Linked DNA regions of Mus musculus: region 1 is linked to region 2. Evidence: chromatin contacts called from public HiChIP or PLAC-seq data. All regions are on one chromosome and are shown on one strand. Each heading gives the region's core, a stretch centred on a gene start, on an enhancer-like site or on the middle of the called end of the contact. The rest is flanking DNA. Distances are from core to core; before and after follow the strand shown.

The links. HiChIP or PLAC-seq counts read pairs in DNA pulled down with a chosen protein or histone mark.
Region 1: an H3K27ac HiChIP or PLAC-seq map of embryonic stem cells shows a contact between it and region 2, with 14 read pairs. The contact joins the promoter of Frrs1 here to the enhancer-like site in region 2. A contact is called at or near these places in 1 of 39 promoter capture datasets (macrophages), 6 of 484 Hi-C or Micro-C datasets (CD8 T cells, the G1E-ER4 cell line, beige adipocytes and 3 more), 3 of 115 datasets of contacts at active chromatin or transcription factors (the 230-238 cell line, bone marrow-derived macrophages and embryonic stem cells) and 3 of 9 other capture datasets (adipose tissue, liver and pancreatic islet).

What each region holds. Positions count from the first base shown.
Region 1 is chr3:116,860,234-116,863,505 of GRCm38.p6, reverse strand. Frrs1 (ferric-chelate reductase 1) reads right to left here and starts at 1,826. Exons shown (of 17, transcript NM_009146.3): 1 at 1,797-1,826.
Region 2 is chr3:116,747,407-116,750,521 of GRCm38.p6, reverse strand. It overlaps Agl (amylo-1,6-glucosidase, 4-alpha-glucanotransferase), which reads left to right. Exons shown (of 34, transcript NM_001081326.1): 31 at 27-124. Among named protein-coding and RNA genes, the nearest start is that of Slc35a3, 37 kb to the right of the region's middle. Within about 2 kb of position 1,736, at least 14 of the 459 cell types and tissues checked have an H3K27ac peak or open chromatin away from gene starts, as enhancers often do. A contact at or near this core is called in embryonic stem cells, where this site is marked.

The DNA of each region.
Region 1 (3,272 bases), core at 577-3,076, 110 kb before region 2:
TTGGGAGGCAGAAACAGATGGGTCTCTGCAAGCTCAGGACACCCAGGGCTACATAGCAACACCTCTCAATAAATTAATCAAAGAAAGAAAGAAAGAAAGAAAGAAAGAAAGAAAGAAAGAAAGAAAGAAAGAAAGAGAGAGAAAGAGAAGGAGGGAGGGGAGGAGGGGAGGGGAAGAAGAAAGAGAGAGGGAAAGAAAGAAAGAAAGAAAGAAAGAAAGAAAGAAAGAAAGAAAGAAGAAAAGAAAAAAAGAAGTGCATTAAATTGCTCACACAAGAATTAGATTTGGCTCCTCTTTTCAAGCACTGTCATGTTTCCCTTTTTTTACTTTTGTTTTAAAACACCTACAATTTGCAATGTCCGTGTAAATGTCCTCAACCACTATCCTCTATGACCACGACATTAAACTGTACGGTATTTCTGTGTTTGAATTGGTCCTCTGTTTTTAAATTGCACTTGCCTCGGCATGCCGTAGAGGTCAGAGGACAGCTAGCAGAAGTCAGTTCTCTCCTTCCATCATGTACAACCTAAGGGTTGCACTCTGGTCATCAGGTTCTCTGAACATCTCCCCTACCTTGATCCATTTACCCATTATCACCTGTCAGGGACCACTGTTGTGACCCAGAGCAAATTATTTATTCTCACTCTCACTTAGGCTTCTTATTTTTGGAGGCAGTACCAGTTTAAAAAAAAAAAAAAAAAAAAAAAAAAAAACTACTTTGTAAGAATTAAATAAAACACCTAACCAGGCACACACTATTAATCATAGTAGTCAGAAGGCAGAGGCAAGCAGATCTCTGTAAGTTTGAGACCAACCTGTTCTATAGAGAAAGTTCCAGGACAGCTAAGGCTACTTAATGAGATCCTAAGCCAGGGCTCCGGATAAAATAGCCTTCTTTCCTTGGAATCTTGCCTAGTTGTACCAACCTGAAGTAAGTGTTCTTTTCTTAGAAATGTACTATTAGCTAATAGAAACTTGTATCACATTTTCCTCCACCATTGCAGACTTACATACCTGTAGCTGAACTGAAAGTTTAAAGTTTAGCTATGTTAGGAGAAATTCCAGAAAGCACATTTGTTAGTTGAAATTTTCCCTTTGACCTTAGACATTATGGAAAGAAAAAAGGAAAGGAAAGAAAAGCGAGGGAGAGGGAGAGGGAGAGGGAGAGGGAGAGGGAGAGGGAGAGGGAGAGAAGAGAAGAGAAGAGAAGAGAAGAGCGAGACGAGACGAGACGAGAAGAGGAGGAAGAGAAGAGAAAAGAGAAGAGAAGAGAAGAGAAGAGAAGAGAAGAGAAGAGAAGAGAAGAGAAGAGAAGAGAAGAGAAAAAAAGGAAAGGAAAGAAAAGAAAGGAGAAGAGAAGAGGCTGCTGGACATGCACAGACATAAGAACACACACACACACACACACACACACACACACACACACACACGAGTAACTCGCACATGGGCAAACTATGACATTAGGTTTCAATGCAAAAGTCAAGTTTCCGTTGTTCAATTTTTCTTATGGAGCACAAATTAAAGTCAATACTTTTCGGGCCCTCATGCTCGTCTGTCCTTACAACTACCCCATTTTGGGGATTAGGGCTCTTTAGTCAAAGTCACGAGGCATATTGGGAAACTAAATCGCTAGACAGATCAAGACAACCCTGCCGGCGAGCGCAGCCCTCCTCCAGCCTCCTGACTGCCAGACCACGCAAGGTGCCTGCTCTCGCCGCCGTCGCCCAGCTAGCTCTGATTTTTATAAGCTTTACCAAGAGTCTTGACACAGAAAACTAAACAGAACGGGCTCTTACCTTGAGCAGCAGAGGCAGCCTGAGCAACTTCCGGCTTGGCTCCGGCGGGTACCGCGGAGCTGCAACTAGGCGGAGCCAGCTTACTGGGAAACCGGCAGGGAAGGCTGGCGACCCAAGCTGCCCTACCTGGTTTCCGAGCCCGGGATGGGCTTTAGGACTGCACATGTGAAACTAGAAGGGTTCTGTTTCTAAAAAATAAAAACGCTCTGCGTGTTTTTAACTCACTAGCTACTGTTGCACTGAGCAAATTACACTTTCCTTGGTTTTCTCTACCAGCCTATTTGAATGCATACCTGTTGCCTGTGACTCAAAGACAAAGGCACCTGCTCCTCCTGCCTGAGCGAGGTAGCCATATTCAGCAAATAAGTAGGATACCCAGTTCCACTGCAATTTCAGTTAGCAGTGTGAGTACTGAAGTACGCAGTACCACAGGCATGCTGATGGCTTGGTTTGGTTTGCTTTTTAATGACTGGCTAAATATAGAATTGAAGTTCACCGTGAGAATTTACAGGACCACCTCCGCCCCCTTTGTTTTTGTTTTGAGACCGGGTTTCTCTGTGCAGCAGCCTTAGCTGTGCCTCTGCCGCCTTCTGGGTTAAATGGGTGGACCACCACTCCCAGCTTTAGTCCTTCTCCCCACCCCACCCTTTTTTTTTTTTTTTTTTTTTTTTTCTTAAATCTAGCAGCACTCCACATACTATTTAGTTACCTACAAAATTTTGTAAAGAAATCGTAGCGCACAGTTTTGTTTTGTTTTGTTTTTGGTGGGGGGGGTGTGAGACACTGTTTCTCTGTGTAGCCTTGGCTGTTCTAGAACTAGCTGTGTAGACCAGTCGGGTCTCAAACTCACAGGGATCCTCCTGCCTCTGCCTCCACATTGCCAGGATTAAAGGTCTGCACTACCACCACCCAAAGTGCACAAATTATAAAAGTTGAAAGGACTCTTTCGAGATTTCTTTTTGTAAAGTACAACTTGAAATGCGTGTGGCTGTGGCTTCCCATTGTCTCTTTTTAGTCTGTGCCTTGCATTATTTTGCAAAAGAACATGTTCAGTGCTAGGGAAAAAAATCTATATCTGAAAAATGTTAACCACGTCGTCCTAACTTGGGAGGACGTGTGGGTTGGGGGAAGGATCGTGAGGCAGGCTTTGACCTGTGGTTACCCATTGCGCAACACCAGTAAATTCTTTAGATCCATTTGAAAAGAAGAGATAGGAAAGAACACCCACCTCTGAACGGCCTAGGAAGAACTGTTAACATTTAACAAACGCCCCACCCTCAACCCCACCCGCCCCACCCCCGCAGCAGCCACCGCCCCAGAAAATTAAAAGGGGGGCTTTAAGTAATGAGAGCCCAAATCTTGTTTCCAACCTAAAGCAGCTTGGGGCATTAAAACTTTTCAACTAAGTCAACTGATTTTTTCAGCTCAAAACCACAGACTTGGGGTTCAACTAGGACCCCTATAAGCCATGGTTGG
Region 2 (3,115 bases), core at 487-2,986:
TTCTTTGTTTATTTCACCTTCATTAGGCCCCTGAACTCTTTACTGCTGAGAAGGCTTGGAAGGCTTTGGAAATTGCAGAAAAAAAATTGCTTGGTCCCCTTGGCATGAAAACTTTAGACCCAGAGTAAGTTGGAATATTAGTATTAAGAAGGTTGTTGAGTTGGGTGGTGGGTGTGAATGCCTTTAATCTTAGTACCCAGGAGGTAGCAGAAGCAGGTAGCTCTGAGTTCAAGGCCAGTCTGGTTTACAGAATGAGTTTCAGGATGGACACAGAGAAACACTGTCTAGGAAAGGAAGGAAAGGAAAGGAAAGGAAAGGAAAGGAAAGGAAAGGAAAGGAAAGGAAAGGAAAGGAAAGGAAAGGAAAGGAAAGGAAAGGAGAAAGGAAAGGAAAGGAAAGGAAAGGAAAGGAAAGGAAAGGAAAGGAAAGGAAAGGAAAGGGGAAAGGGGAAAGGGAAAAGAAGAAGGCAGTTGAAATTGTGTTTAACCCACATAGATTAGTATTATTAGTATTAGGCTAGAGAGATGACTCAGCAGTAAAGAGCACTGACTGCTCTTCCAGAGGTCCTGAGTTCAATACCAAGCAACCATAGTGTGGCTCACAATCATCTGTAATGGGGTCTGATGCCCTTTCTGGTGTGTCTGAAGACAGCAACAGTGTACTCATATACATAAAGTAAATAAATAAATCTTTAAAATAGCTCTTGAGCCCAGCATGATGGCGTATACTTGTAGCCCAGCCTCTGGATAGTTGAAACAGGAGAATTGAGAGTCCATGATGGCCTTCCACTGTCTCACAAGTTTGAGACCAGCCTGGCCACATGAGAGCCCGCCTCGTGAGGAGCAGTTGGAAGGATGTAGCTCAGTGGTAGAGTGCATGCCTACCACATGTAGGACCCTGGGCTCTGTCCTCAGCACCACACCCCCATATTCATTTATGTGTATAAGTGTTCTGCCTTCATATATTTCTTTGTGCCACATGTGTGCCTGGTGCCCTTGGAGGCAGTAAGAGGGCATGGATCCCCTGGAACTGGAGTTACAGACAGTTGTGAACCATCATGTGAGTGCTGGAATTGAACCCAGGTCTTCTGCAAGAAGAACACATGCTCGTAACTGCTGAGCCATCTTTCCAGGCCCTCAAGGACAGTCTTTATGTTTTGTTTTTGTGGATAGTTTTTCCATACTCCTGGATAACCTACACTTGTTTGTGCTATTTTAAGTGGCAGGCATATGTGTCCACTTGTAGTGGTGGCTGTAATGATCTTCTTTTCCAGAAGTCTCCGTCCTTCCTGGACAATTGCACCACTCTTTCTGCCTAAATCAGTAAAGAACTGTGGTTTTTTTATCTTACAATTTGCATTTGCAAATGTCTTTACTTTTATAACCCTTTTCCTAAATTTCTAGGGTCTTTCTGGGTTTTTTGTTTTTGTTTTCTTATGTTTTGCCTACATGTAGCTCTGTTGCACCACTTGCATACAGTTCCCACAGAGGCCAGAAGAGGGCATCAGATACCCTGGAACTGGAGCTACCGGTGGTCGTGAGACATGTGGATTCTGGGAATTGAACCCTCATCCTCTGGGGGAGCAGCCAGTGTGCTTACCATCTGAGCCAGGCTTTTATACTTTATCACGTGCTGATTTCCACTGCAGACCAGGCCGGCCTCTGCCTCCAGAGTGGGGTGGAATTAAAGGCGTGTACCGCTATACATGGCCTGCCTTCTTTCTTTCTTGGTTGGGTTTTTGTTTTTGTAGCTTCCTGGAACTCACTCTGTAGACCAAGCTGGCCTTGAACTTAGAGATCTGCCTGCCTCTGCCTTCCAAGTGCTATGATTAAAGTCATGTGCCACCACTGCCCCTGTGTCAACTGGCCTTTCTATATACTGATCTTGCTATTTCGTTTCTGTTTATTGAGACAGAGTCTTACACAGCTGACACTGACCTTGAACTCCTGACCCTCCTGTCTCAACCTCCTAGCATTAGACACATACCACCATGCTTGGCTTGATTTCGTTCTTGATACCCAAAATTTTGTTTACAGATACTTGTTATTTTTTTGTCTGTTTGCATGTTCAGCTCAGGTGTGGTGGCACACAAAGGAAGGTCTCTGTGAGTTCAAAGCCAGCCTGGACTACTGAGACATTTCCAGGGCAGCCAGGGGCGCACAGTCAGGCCCTGTCTCAAACTCTAAGCCCTCAAAAACAAACAGAAGACTTGCTGATCTCACTAAAAGTTAATGATAAAGGTTCATATGGCCACTTTGTGTCATGAAACAACATCTTAAAAGTTACAATTTAGTTAAATTGTACTTACTTACTTACTATGCATAACTCATCTGTTGGCAATGTTTATAACACTGCTCAGTATATAACTTTGTTTTAAATTCTACATATTATAGCAATATCTATTCAACTGTTATTTATAATCTGACCGTATACTCATTTTACTTTTTTAAAGATAGATTTATTTATTTATTTATTTATTTATTTATTTATTTTATGTATATGAGTACACTATAGCTGTACAGATGGTTGTGAGCCTTCATGTGGTTGTTGGGAATTGAATTTTTAGGACCTATGCTTGCTCCAGTCGGCCCCGCTCGCTCAGTCCCTGCTTGCTCCAGCCCAAAGATTTATTTATTATTTTACATAAGTACACTGTAGCTGTCTTCAGACATACCAGAAGAGGGCGTCAGATCTCATTATGGGTGATTGTGAGCCACCATATGGTTGCTGGGATTTGAACTTAGGAACTTCGGAAGAGCAGTCTCTTACCCGCTGAGCCATCTCGCCAGCCCTCATTTTAGTTTTTGTTTTTTGTTATTGGTTGTTGTTGTTGTTGTTGTTGTTGTTGTTGTTGTTGTTGTTTGTTGTTTGGTTTTTTGGGTTTTTTGAGTTTTTTTGAGACAGGTTTTTTTTCTGTGTAGCTCTGGCTGTCCTGGAACTCACTCTGTAGACCAGGCTGGCCTCCAACTCAAAAATCCACCTGCCTCTGCCTCCCAAGTGCTGGGATTAAAGGCATGTGCCACCACTGCCCGGCCTCATTTTAATTTTAAAATAGCTTCATAGAGAAATTTAAAACATGACCCTACATGGACTAAGGTTGTATAAATTGTGGGAT